Linked DNA regions of Sus scrofa: region 2 is linked to region 1. Evidence: chromatin contacts called from public HiChIP or PLAC-seq data. All regions are on one chromosome and are shown on one strand. Each heading gives the region's core, a stretch centred on a gene start, on an enhancer-like site or on the middle of the called end of the contact. The rest is flanking DNA. Distances are from core to core; before and after follow the strand shown. Region 1 has its middle 38 kb from the start of FZD2. Region 2 holds the start of FZD2 (frizzled class receptor 2).

The links. HiChIP or PLAC-seq counts read pairs in DNA pulled down with a chosen protein or histone mark.
Region 2: a contact with region 1 is called in an H3K27ac HiChIP or PLAC-seq map of skeletal muscle. The contact joins the promoter of FZD2 here to the enhancer-like site in region 1. A contact is called at or near these places in 8 of 47 Hi-C or Micro-C datasets (embryonic fibroblasts, epiblast stem cells, fetal skeletal muscle and 4 more) and 1 of 2 datasets of contacts at active chromatin or transcription factors (skeletal muscle).

Annotation. Positions count from the first base shown.
Region 1 is chr12:18,701,568-18,707,917 of Sscrofa11.1, forward strand. No RefSeq gene overlaps it. Among named protein-coding and RNA genes, the nearest start is that of FZD2, 38 kb to the right of the region's middle. Within about 2 kb of position 2,869, at least 27 of the 83 cell types and tissues checked have an H3K27ac peak or open chromatin away from gene starts, as enhancers often do. A contact at or near this core is called in embryonic fibroblasts, omental adipose tissue and skeletal muscle, where this site is marked.
Region 2 is chr12:18,739,155-18,745,504 of Sscrofa11.1, forward strand. FZD2 (frizzled class receptor 2) reads right to left here and starts at 3,147. Exons shown (of 1, transcript NM_001195339.1): 1 at 1,263-3,147. The coding sequence starts at 3,147. The coding sequence ends at 1,499.

The DNA.
Region 1 (6,350 bases), core at 1,619-4,118:
GAATGAACAAACAAAGAAAAAGTAAGGGTCATCAGTTTTTAAAAAGATGACAGAAAATAAATTTTGTATAACCGTCCAGGATCGTCTCAAATGTAACTGCCCCAAGGACTCCTGTTCAGACCCCTAGCAGGATATCATCTTTTCCCAGTTAGCTGCCCAGTCAGACTGTTTCTGCATCTCTCCAGATGCTCTGTCTGTCTTGCATCCTCCTTCCTGCCCCACCTCAGCCCAGGTGCTGGCAGGCAGAGGGAGTGTGTGACCCAGCTGGGTACCCTGGCCTCCAGTTAATGAGTCCCTCTGAAGTGGGAGGAGCCTCTTCTTGGCGTGGCCCGACTCCTTCTCTGTGAGAAATGGGAAGAAGAGTTCCCGTGGTGGCACAGTAGAAATGAATCTGACTAGGAACCATGAGGTTGCTGGTTCGATCCCTGGCCTCACTCAGTGGGTTAAGGATCCGGTGTTGCCGTGAGCTGTAGTGTAGGTTGCAGATGCTGCTTGGATCCCGAATTGCTGTGGCTGTGGTGCAGGCCAGCAGCTGTAGCTCTGATTGGACCCCTAGACTGGGAACTTCCCTATGCCATGGACGTGGCCCTAAAAAGCAAATAAATAAATAAATAAAATAAAATAAAATAAATAAGAAAGAAAGAAAGAAAGAAACGGGAAGAGTTTGGGATTTATCACCATGAACTTTGCAGCCATCCTTACAGACTCTCCTCTAAAACAGGCCTTTCCTTGGCAAGCGCCTCCCCAGTAGTGTCAGGAGACACTCCCAACGCAAACCCTACAGAGAACAGCGAGGATCTGTGCCTGGGGCTTTGGAGAAAACTGTCCTGTCTGCTCTTTTTCTGAGGGGAGGTGTGGTGGTTACACGTCTGACTGGAAGGAGGACCAGATGTTCACCTTGCGTTCTTGGACGGAATGAGGGCAGGAAAAGGAAATGGAAAGCCGCCTTCCTCTTCCCCTGCGGCTCTGGCCTCCCCAACTCAGCAGATGGCAGGGGAACCTCTCCATTAAAATTTCCATCTGCATCCTTGGGAGGTGGTGTGTGCCCTGGCCAGGCTGGAGGCAGACAACCCGGGCCTTCAAGGCTTTCTTCTGGTGCCTTCCACAGAGGAAGGAGTGGAACCTTGGAGTTCCAAGACCTCAGTTTGAGGGTTTTTTTTTTTGGTCTTTTTAGAGCCACACCCGAGGCATAGGGGGGTTCCCAAGCTAGGAGTCTAGTTGGAGCTACAGCTGCCGGCCTACACAACAGCCACAGCAACGCCAGATCTGAGCTATGTCTGCAACCTACACCACAGCTCACGGCAATGCCGGATCCTTAACCCACTGATCGAGGCCAGGGATCGAACCCGCAACCTCATGGTTCCTAGTGGGATTCATTTCCGCTGAGCCACGATGGGAACTTCCCCAGTTTGAGTTCTTACTCCACATCCAATAGCCAGATGACCTTGACTGAGTCCCTTAATCTCTTTTAGCCTAAAAATAGAAATAGCTTCACCTTCTCTACCTTCCACGTGGGCTATTCTTAGCACCAAAAGAGAAAACATTCTTGAGAATGTTTTGCAAATTAAATTTTAAAAAATGTTATTTATACCTGGCCTTGTTTGGGGTAATGGATTTCTAAGAGGCTTAAAAGATACAGAAAATGTAAGCTAGCATAAATTAAAAGTGGGAGTAGGAATTTCCACCATGGTGCATAGTGCAGTGGGTTAAGGATTGTATATATGCATGACTGGGTCACTTTGCTGTACAGCATAAATTGCACAACATTGTAAACCAACTACACTTTCTTCCTTTCATGTATGTATATATGTATGTATGTATTTATTTATGTTTTTTTAGGGCGGCACCTGTGGCTTATGGAAGTTCCCAAGCTAGGGGTCGAATTGGATCTGCAGCTGCCGCGGCATCACAGGATCCAAGCTGCATCTGCCACCTACACCGAAGCTTTTGGTAATGCTGGGTCTTCGACCCACTGAGCAAGGCCAGGGATTGAAACCCCACCCACGTGGATACTAGTCAGGTTCCTAACCTGCTGAGCCACGATGGGAGCTCCTGTATTTTTGTGTGTAAATGTCTTTTTAGGGCCGTGCCTGGGGCATGCGGAGGTCCCCAGACTAGGGGCTGAATCAGAGCTATAGCTACCGGCCTCCCCCCATAGCCACAGCAACTCGGGATCTGAGTCATGTCTGTGACCCACACCACAGCTCACAGCAACGCCGGATCCTTAACCCACTGAGCGAGGCCATGGATTGAACCTGTGTCCTCAAGACGTGGAACTTAAGACATCCTTGAGACGGGAACTCCCCGCCTTATTTCTTAATTCCTTAAGAGTCTGGACCCAGGGAGTTCCCATGGTGGCTCAGCAGGTTAAGAATTTGACCAATATCTATGAGGAGGCTGGTTCGATCCGTGGCCTTGCTCAGTTGGTTAAAGGATCTGGCATTGCCGTGAGCTGTGGTGTAGGTCACAGACATGGCTCTGATCTGGCGCTGCTGAGGCTGTGATGTAGGCTGGCAGTTATAGCTCTGATTCGACCCCTAGCCTGGGAACTTCCATGTGCAGCCCTAAGAAGACAAAAAAGAAAAAAGAAAAAAGAAGAGTCTGGACTCAAATTCTGGAAAAGTGGCCCCACATTTCTAGCATTTTTCGCTTCTGACCCATCACTTTGGCTGGGTGCCCCCATCAGATGGGCTCCCCTGAATGTAATGACGGGAACTGGGGACGGTGGGGAGGGCACCGAAAAAGCCAAGGCAGGATCTCTGAGTTTTGTTCAGCGTGAGGAACGCCCAGTAAGCATCCAGACGCGGGAGGCTGTGGGTACACGCAGCCCAGGGAGCGGCAGCACTTGACAGATCACATTGTTAGACCGTGACTCACTCCCGCCGCAGTCTGGAAAGCTGAACCTCTCAGCCCGGCCTTCAAAGGAGGGCCGCCTGGACTGTGAGGGGACCCCCGAGCCATCCTCTGAGGGCCAGGTTGGGCCGGCAGAGTTGGGACCTCTTCGTTTCCGACCTGGACTCCTTCCGGCCCCTTGACCCCGCATGTTAAAAGGTCATGTGCTGGGCGCCTGCAGCGGGGGTGAGCAAAGCTGTCCTCTTTGTGCTTTTCAAGAGAGGAGGGTCGTGTCTGAACCCCTGACCCTTCCTCTTCCAAACATTTGGGCTCTGCTGACCGGCTGTGGGACCCAAACCCCAGTTCTGGAGTTAGTGAGCATCCAGCAGGGCCCCCCAAGGGACTCTCATTATTTTCTTCCCCGTGGTCAAGACTGTTCCTTGAGGAGTTCCCATCGTGGCTCAGTGGTGAATCAATCCGACTGGGAACCATGAGGTTGCAGGTTCGATCCCTGGCCTTGCTCAGTGGGTTAAGGATCCGGCGTTGCCGTGAGCTATGGTGGAGGTCGCAGACTCGGCTTGGATCCCGCGTTGCTGTGGCTCTGGTGTAGGCTGGCAGCTGTCGCTCCGATTGGACTCCTAGCCTGGGACCCTCCATGTGCCGTGGGTGCGGCCCTAGGAAAAGCAAAAAGACAAAAAAAAAAAGAAAAAGAAAAAGAAGACTGTTCCTTGACCCTGTGGTCCTCACTAGCGCTCTTTTTTCCCTCCTCTCTCCTCCTCGCCCCACCTCCCCGCGTCGTCCAACTGCTCCCCATCCTCCACCGCAGCCCCTCGGATCTCCCGCAGCCTGAAGCAGAGAGGAGGCGAACGTCTTCCTTTCCCATCTTACTCCGTGGGCTTCGGATTCCCTCCAGTTTGAGTGTCCGCTGAGGTCTGGACCTCGAACGCGCCCGTCCCACTCCAGAGGCCGCGGCAGGAGCATTTCCCGAAGTGAATCGTGTCCCTCGGCAGGTCTAGCGCGTCGCACTGTCTCTCCTCGTGTGCTTGGGCCAGAACCGACCTGGACTGAACTGGAGGGTTGAGAGGGTGACCCAGAATTCCCTGTCTTGAGGGGGGGCGGAGACCGAGTTGGGTCTCTGGGAACTCCCGGTCTGATGGGGGAACTTAGATGCAAAGCAGTGAAATCCTCTTTCTCACAGCAAATCCTCCAAAACACTGATGCTCAGGGAATGGCTGGCATAGTGGCAGGAATCGTTCCCAAGTTCCTTCCTTAAAGCCCTATTGACAGAGCCTTGTAAATCAACTATACTTTACTCATAAAAAGTTTAAAAAAAGAAAAGCCCTGGTGGGGCCCGTCGCAGGTATGTGCTCACGATTTCTAACCCTCTCCCAAGCAACAGCAGGCAGCGGGTCCGTGGTCCGGGGAAATGCACTCTGGGTGGAAGGGGGGAAGCTGCCCCTGGGTTAGGTGTCTTGAAAAACAGGATCCTGGAGTTGCCGTTGTGGCGCAGCAGAAGCGAATCTGACAAGGAGCCATGCGGTTGTGGGTTTGATCCCTGGCCTCGCTCAGTGGGTTAAGGATCTGGTGCTGCTGTGGCTGTGGTGTGGGCTGTGGGCTGCAGCTCCAATTTGACCCCTAGCCTGGGAACCTCTGTATGTCGCCGGTGTGGCCCTAAAAAGCAACATACCAAAAAAAGACCCCCAAATCCAGTGGTCTTTACCCCCAAAGCACTTCCGTTGGCTTCAGACGACATGAGGAACAGGGGGAGTGGGCGTGGTGGGCAGTGGCTGTGCGGTCGAGAAAGAAAGCTGCAAGCCCGAGAGACTCCAGCTGACAAAGGATGAAGGAGCCGACCCGGGTTTCTTGAAACAGGACTTTCCCTTCTGTGGAAACAGCCAAGTGTATCTGGAGGAAACAAGGGGAGCCTCCAATGTGGGGGGAGCTTGGCCGCTCCCGCAGGTTGGGACACCACTCCCTGGCCAACAGCTCCATATGCACTTGGACCAGCTCGCTCACACCGCTCACATCTACCCTGTAAAGCATGTTGCTGTCTTACCCCCATTTTCAAAGTGAGGCTCTGAGACGTGAAACACGGGCAGCTAGCTCGCTGCAGATTTGGGACCTGAGCCCAGGTCTTCTGATTGCAGGTCTGGTGGCCATGGCCCTGCGCTGCTCTGTCACCCCATAGGGCCAGGGTCTACGGTCATGACTGATTCCGAGGTCCCCGCTGTAGGCCCTTCTCCTTGACCCAGGCAATTGCCCTGGTTCGTGTCTTGGGGGAAGGCGGAAAGGCTCACGTTCAGGGCTCAGAGACCCCTGGCTGCTTTCCCAGGCTGTTCTTTCCCAAGATGTTCTTAGGCTCAGTTTTATACCCCCCTCCTCCCCACACCCACACCCTCCTAGCCCCAGCTGCCTTGGAAGCAAGGAGAAGGAGGCAAGACCAGAAGGCTTTTGTTTGCCAAAGATGGAGACATGGCTGAAATCCCGGCATCTCCCCCAGAAGACAGAGGCAGCTCTGGATTTCCTGTTGCTCCCAACACAGGCCAGATAATTGGAGACAGATTTTTGGGCTTGGGTTGGGAGGTGAAGCTTGAAGTACAGTCATCAGGCCTCCTGTAAGTCCGTGTGTGTGTGTGTGTGTGTGTGTGTGTGTGTGCGAGTGTGCGCACGCACACACGTGCTGCTTTGGGATTTCTTTGTTAGCATTGAATGTGTGTGTATGTGTGTGTGTAGACATTTGTGTTTGAGACAGCGTGTGTATGTATCTAAGCGCGTGTGCCTGGGGGTTTGTGTGGCACACCCGTGTGCTTTATTCCTGTGTAGGGCTCCGGCTGTGTGTGTGTAAGTGTGTAAGCACGTGTCTGGGTCTCTGCGAGTGGCTCCCTCCCTTGTTTTGTTTTGTTCCTTTGTGAAAGTCAGCTCAGCCTGCGGAGACCTCACTAGCTCTTTAGGATCCAATTACTCAAGACTTGGTGATTACATGTAAAACAATAATTAAGATTAAAAAAAAAAAAAAAGAAGGCAGGAAGGCAGATGGCCTTCAGGGAGAGGATATGAGGGCTAGAAACAGCCAGAGTGGAGTCAGAGGGGAGAGCGGAGGGGGGCCTTCTTACAGGGCAGAGGGTCTCTTTTAAGGGGTACAGATAAATCCCCAGCCCCCTCCCCCACCTCTCTAATAGAGACAGGCCGGACTCACTTTCAGAGGGGGTCAGCTTTCTCCACACACGCCTAGGTGGGCAGGGGTGGGAGCTGCTATTGTCTTTCTGCCTGAACCGCCACCCTGGAAAGGGGCTCAACCCCTTTCTTGTAAACCCTTCTGTGCACATTCACAAAGGTGGATCCTTTTTGCTACGAAGGAGACACAGATCAGTTGGGAAGTAGCCTAAATGCCCGGCTGTGGTGTCCCTGCTACCTGTGGACCCTGGGCTGCACTCTACATACTTTTTTTTTTTTTTTGTCTTTTTAGGGCTGCTTACCAAGCGTATGGAGGTTCCCAGGTTAGGGGTCCAATGGGAGAT
Region 2 (6,350 bases), core at 1,897-4,396, 38 kb after region 1:
GATGGTGAAAAGCTGAGTTATGGGGCAAACTCGGTTCACCCCACCCCTCGATCTTCACATCAATCCACTGGAATTAAACCCCTGAAATATTCCAAATAGTTGAGGGAAATGACGTGTACTGGCAACTGCCATTCCCATACCAGCGTCAAAGATACTTTAAGAAAAGTCTTGACTTTTATTTGTGGGGCTCGGGGAAGATAAGAAACATCTGCTATAAACATTCTATCAATCTTGCGATATAGAATGTCATGTAAACACTCAACCCCACCCCCACCGTCACAAAGCGCCTGCCCAGAGCCCTCTTCCTAAGCAAAGATACCCACCCACCCCCCCTTTCTGGACAAATTTGAAAAGAAACCAGTCTTTTGTCAAAGGAAAACTAAAAATCCCACCAGCCCATGTATCCGTCCATCCCCTCCCTTCCACCCAACCCATTTGATTGCGTTTTGAAAAATAAACCCCGATAACAAAACCCCACACATAACACACAACCCACCCCACACCCTGCTAACCTGAATGCCAGAGGAGACATTCGGTTGGGGCGCGGACTGCAGGGGAAAGAGAGAGATGCGAGGGCATCTCCAAATCCCACAGTTGCGAGCAGATGCTCCCCCTAAAAATGGAGGCGGTAAGGGGTACTCAACCTGGGGGCGGGGGTGAGCGGAGAGTGTTTCACAAAGCGCTTTCTGCCCACTCTAAGCGCTCGGGGCAGCGAGTTGAAAGGAAGAAAAGTCGGAGAAAGATCTTCCTGCCAGCAGGGGGGGGGGGGTCGCGGGGAGGGGGTCGGGGAGGCCAGTCCTCACACGTTCTCCGCCCTCTCCACACCACCCCACCCGTCGGTTCCGGTTTTTTTTTTTTTTCTTTTCTTTTTTTCCCCACGTCTTCATCTCATTTGGGAGGTTTCCAAAGCCGAGTGAAGGAGACAGGACAAGTGAGGAGAGAAGGGGGAAAGAGAAATCAAACAAAATGAAACAAAACGAATCCAAGTCTCGTTCAGGAATATCCAACAGCTTCCACAGGCCTCAGCGTCAGGGAGCAGGCTCACAAATTTGGCTTTTAAGGTTGAAAGTAACTCCCCACCCCTCACAGCCAGCACCTCTTCCAGCAGGCCCAGCCCTGTCAAATCAAAATATTCAAACTGAAGTTGGGGGGCGGGTGCCGGAAAGCGCACCGAAGAGAAGGAGAGAAACCCCTCAAATTCCTCCCCCCATTCCTCAGCCTGGCGCCCCTGGCTGCTCTTTTTTTTTTTTTTTTTCTTTTTCTTTTAAATAGAAAATATATAATTAAATTTACAAAGACTATTTACAGTTTTAATTACAAACCTGGCGGGGGTGTTGGGCAGAGTTCTCTTTAAAAATCGACCTAAAAAAGAAATGGTTTCGATTGTTCTTTATTAAAAAAATAAAATAAGGAGTCTGTAGGAGCCCCCACCCCCACCCCCGCGGGCAGAGCGCGCGGTGCGGGCCCGGGGCCGGGGACGCAGCGCAGGAGCGCAGGCTCACACGGTGGTCTCGCCGTGCCGGCTGTTGGTGAGACGGGTGTAGAACTTCCTCCACGAGTGCAGCGTCTTGCCGGACCAGATCCAGAAGCCCGACGTGATGCCCACGATGAGCGTCATGAGGTATTTGATCATGTAGACCGTGAAGTCGGGCGACATGCGCGGAGTGTAGTGCGCCGGGCACGGGATGGCCAGGCTCTTGCAGTGCTGGCTCACCCACGAGCGCTCCCAGTGCTCTCGGAAGGCCTGCTCGTAGAAGTAGCAGGCGATGACGATGGTGGCGGGCACCGTGTAGAGCACCGAGAAGACGCCGATGCGCACCATGAGCCTCTCCAGCTTCTCGGTCTTGGTGCCATCGTGCTTCATGATGGTACGGATGCGGAAGAGGGACACGAAACCGGCCAGGAGGAAGGACGTGCCTATGAACAGGTACACGAAGAGCGGCGCCAGCACGAAGCCCCGCAGCGGGTCCAGGCTGTTGAGGCCCACGAAGCACACGCCGCTCAGCAGGTCGCCGTCAATCTGGCCCATGGCCAGGATTGTGATGGTTTTGACGGCGGGCACGGCCCACGCGGCCAAGTGGAAGTACTGCGAGTTGGCTTCAATGGCCTCGTGGCCCCATTTCATGCCCGCCGCCAGGAACCAGGTGAGCGACAGGATGACCCACCAGATGGAACTGGCCATGCTGAAGAAGTAGAGCATCATGAAGAGGATGGTGCAGCCCTCCTTCTTGGTCCCCTGTACCACTGTGCGGTAGCCGTCCTCGGAGAAGCGCTCGTTACACACCACGCGCTCCTGGAGCACGAAGCCCGCGATGTAGGCCACCGACACCATAGTGTAGCAGCCGGACAGAAAGATGATGGGCCGCTCCGGGTAGCGGAAGCGCTGCATGTCCACCAGGTACGTAGTGACGGTGAAGAAGGTGGAGGCGCAGCACAACACTGACCAGGTGAGAATCCAGAGGCGCGCAAAACGCGTTTCCTCCTGAGAGAAGAACATGGAGCCGTCGGGCCGCGCGGGTTCGCAAGGCGCCGCGCAGTCGCGCTCGCCCAGGAACTTGTAGCTGAGATAGGACGGCACCTTAAGGACGCGCGGGCAGTGGAACGGGTGCTCCAGCGTGGCGTAGCGCGGGGGCGAGCCGCCGCCGCCCGGGCCGCCCGGGGTGCCCCCAGCACCCGGCTGCAGGCCCGGCGGCGGCGCGGTGGTGAGCAGCGCGGGCGCCCCGTCCTCGGAGTGGTTCTGGCCCACGCAGATCTGTTCCGCGCCGTGGCGGGGGAAGTGCTCGCAGCGTAGGCGCTCCGGCCACTGGAAACCGAACTTGTTCATGAGCGCCTCGCAGCCCTGGCGCGCGCGCTCGCAGATGGAGCGACACGGCGGGATGGCCTGCTCCAGCACGGTGCACACGGGTGCGTACATGGAGCATAGGAAGAAGCGCAGTTCGGGCGAGCACTGCACCTTCACCAACGGGTAGAATTGGTGCACCTCCAGGCCCGCGTCCTCCTGGTTCGTGTGGCCCAGAAGGTTGGGCATGATCGTCTGGTTGTAGGCGATGTCCGTGCACAGCGGGATGGAGATGGGTTGGCAGAAGCCGTGGTCCGGGATGGAGATGCCCTTCTCCCCGTGGAACTGGGCCGGCCCGGCGGCGGGCAACAGGAGCAACGGCAGCAGCAGGCGGGGCAGGGCGCTGCGGGGCCGCATGCTGGCCGCCGCCCCCCACCCGGCTCCCGGGCGCCCCCCCCGCCCCCGCCCCCAGCCCGGAGACCGCGCGCCTTCCCCGCCGCCGCCTCGCCGCGGCAGCCGCCTCCCGCGCCTCTTTGCAAACTTTGCTCGCGGCCGCAGAGTTGGGGAGGCCGGGCGGGGGAGGGGGGCGGCGTGCCCGCCCGCTAGCTCGCCGAGGTCGGACTGAGCCGCCAGAGACACCGCGCGCGGCTTGCCCTCTCTCCTCCTCTTCCTCCTCCTCTCGCCTCTCCCCTCCCTTCTCCGCCCAGCGACTCCTTTGTGCCTTCCTCCAGCCCTCACCTCGGCCTCTCCGATCCCAATTAGTCGGTTTCAAGGGGGCCCCCGCCGGCGGCCCCGCCCTCTCCTCAGCCCCCCAAAAAAGGGATCCTTGAAACCGCCCCGTCGAGCTCTAAGCACCGTCCCAAAATGTTCTCTCGGCCAATGAGATTTAAACCCAAGGACCAGCCCCGAGGGCTGGATTGGTCGACCACAACATAATAAGATCAGAAACCAGATGCCAACAAAACTTTCCCCCCCTCCTTTGGCTTTTTAAAGAGACAAGCTATTATTATATTAGGGCTTTTTGCCTAGCACGGGATTTCTCCGGAGTCGCGGCGGAGAGATCCAGAGATAAATGTTCCACAGATGTGCGGCGGCCCCGAGTCACACAACCCTGAATCACTTTTCCTCCGGGGGCCATGGTGCTCTCCCGGGTAGGGCTTCTTTAAATCCTTGCCTCCGCCCCTGCTCCTCGAACCCCACCTATTCCAGTCCAATTTTTTAGATCAAATTAAAAAAAAAAATCTTAAGTTTGAAAAAAAAAATGCTTTAAGGGAGAGATTGAAAAAAACAAAACTGTTTACAAAGACTTTTCTCTCAGTCCCTTCTCAAAGAATCCAGACAGAAGTTTCGCATCACCCTATTTATACACACCTAGGGGTTTGCCTCGCCCCTCCCCCATGTGCACCCTTAAATAACCCTCTGAAAAAAATGAGAGCCTGTCTCTTTAAGAGACTCTTAAAGGGGCCTGGACTCCGGGGCGTAATTGCCCCGTAGCGAGCACAAAGGAGCCCATTATGGTTCTTTGTGTTCGGTGGCACCTCAAAGTGAGAAAACTCAGGAACTCAGAGGCCCTGGGCTGGAGGGTTGGGGCGGGGCTGGGAGGGGGTGAGGTGAAGAAGAATCACCCCGAGCTTCGGCTTCTCCCTCCCCCTTCTTCCGAGGCAAATCTTAATTATGCAAAGTAAAGTTTAGTTGCCGTAACGAGGAGGTCTTAATCGAAGGTTAATGGTGGAGGGTGGGGGGTGACGAGCAGTTTTGAGTGAAGAGATGACTCTTTTAGGCCGGTTGGGAGGATTTTCCTCCTCTCTCTCCACCTCTGCCTCCGCCCCTAAAAGCTTCCAGATATCGTCTCCTGGGAGAGAGGAGAGTTTTACCCAAATCTTAAGCGATTCTACACCAGAAAGGGTGGTGTGTGTGTGGCGAGGGAGGAGGCTGGGGGCTGTGGTGGATTAACTTAACTCCCCTTCTTCCCCCCCCAACCTCTCTCTCCTCTCTCTCTCTCTCTCACACACACACACACACACACAGACTCTGTCTCTCTCTCTCTCTCTCTCTCTCTCTCTCTCTCTCTCTCTCTCTCTCTCTCTCTCTCTCTCTCTCCTCTCACCTGGTTGGGTCAGCAGGGTTCAGGCTACTTTAGAAAGGTTTTCTTTTTTCCCCCTTCTTGGATTCTGGGAATGAGAAGGGGAATTTGCCTGTAAAGTTCCTGGGGCGGGTACTGGATGATGGATCAATTACTTTTATTTCTATTGTCTCTTGGGGTGGGGTAGGGTGGGGTGGGGTGGGGTGGGGGAGATGCTTAAAAAGAAGAAAGAAAATTGAGTTTAGAAACCCCTTTGGCTCTGTGTGGGCCAAATCCTCCCAGCCTGGCAAGCCATTTCCTGATCCAATCTAGAAAAGGATTGCCTTAAAAATAAAAAAATCAAGAACACAACAACAAAGCGAAATCTAAGAGAAACAGAAGGAAGTAATAGTAAGAAGGAAAGACAATTCTAAGTAGTAGATACAAACAATGGATCCAGGTTGGACAGGATTCAATTTTTTCCTTGAGTGGCTGACATATAGATTTTCAGATTCTTTACAACATGGAAATTCTCATCTCCTAAGGAGGCTGACTTTTTCACTACTTTAGAAAGAAAGCTTTTCTTCAAAATTAGGGGGCTATGCCTTAGCTCTCCATTTTATTTCTATTCCATTCCCAAGTCCACTTTCACCCCCCCCAAGCAGTCCAGGGATGGGAAAATCCCTTCCAGCTCTGTGGGGCCCAAACTAAGCCTGAGGTGCTGCTCCTTCACCTCTCCCCACCTCTACCTCCAGAGCATCTCTAGAGCTGGTACCAAGCCTCTTGCTGAGCGGTAAAAAGAAAAAAAAATGAGTAAGACAGGCTCCTCCACTCCCCTCTGGAAACTCTCAGCATCTGATAGGAAATTGAGAGTAAATCTCCAATAGAAATGCTGCATCTTCAATTTCCTTCCACGACAAACCTGTTTTCCTTTCCTAGGGCCAGGCTTGAGTGACAGGTATCCCTTCCCCAGCCACCTCCAAGGCCAGGGAGGAGCTGAAGCTGAAAAAGAGAAATAAAAGGCATTCTTTCATTCACTCGGTCAACCCTTCATTTCTTCAACACATTTTACTGAGCCTTCTGATTTCAAACCACAGTGGTAGGTGCTGAGAGCAAGACAGAGAAAAATGGGGCATCCCTGCCTTTAAGAGTTTATGGTATTCCAGAGGAAAAGTGCTTCTATGAAGATCTAACATTTATCCAGCATTGTTACCTGAAGTAAGATATCATAAGGAGTTCCCACTGTGGCGCAGTGGGTTAAGAATCCAGTGTTGTCACTGCATCGGCTCAACTCAGGTCTCAGCTGTGGCTCGGATTCTGTCTCTGGCCTGAGAGCCTTTATCGGCTATGAGTGCAGCCAAAAAAAAATTTTTTTTTTTTGTCTTTTTGTCTTTTTCCAGGGCCACACCTGCGGCATATGGAGGTTCCCAGGCTCTTTTTCCCCATCGGCAAAGTGGGAGTAAACCAACGGATTTTATTTTTTTTAATTTTTAAACAGAATTTAACATT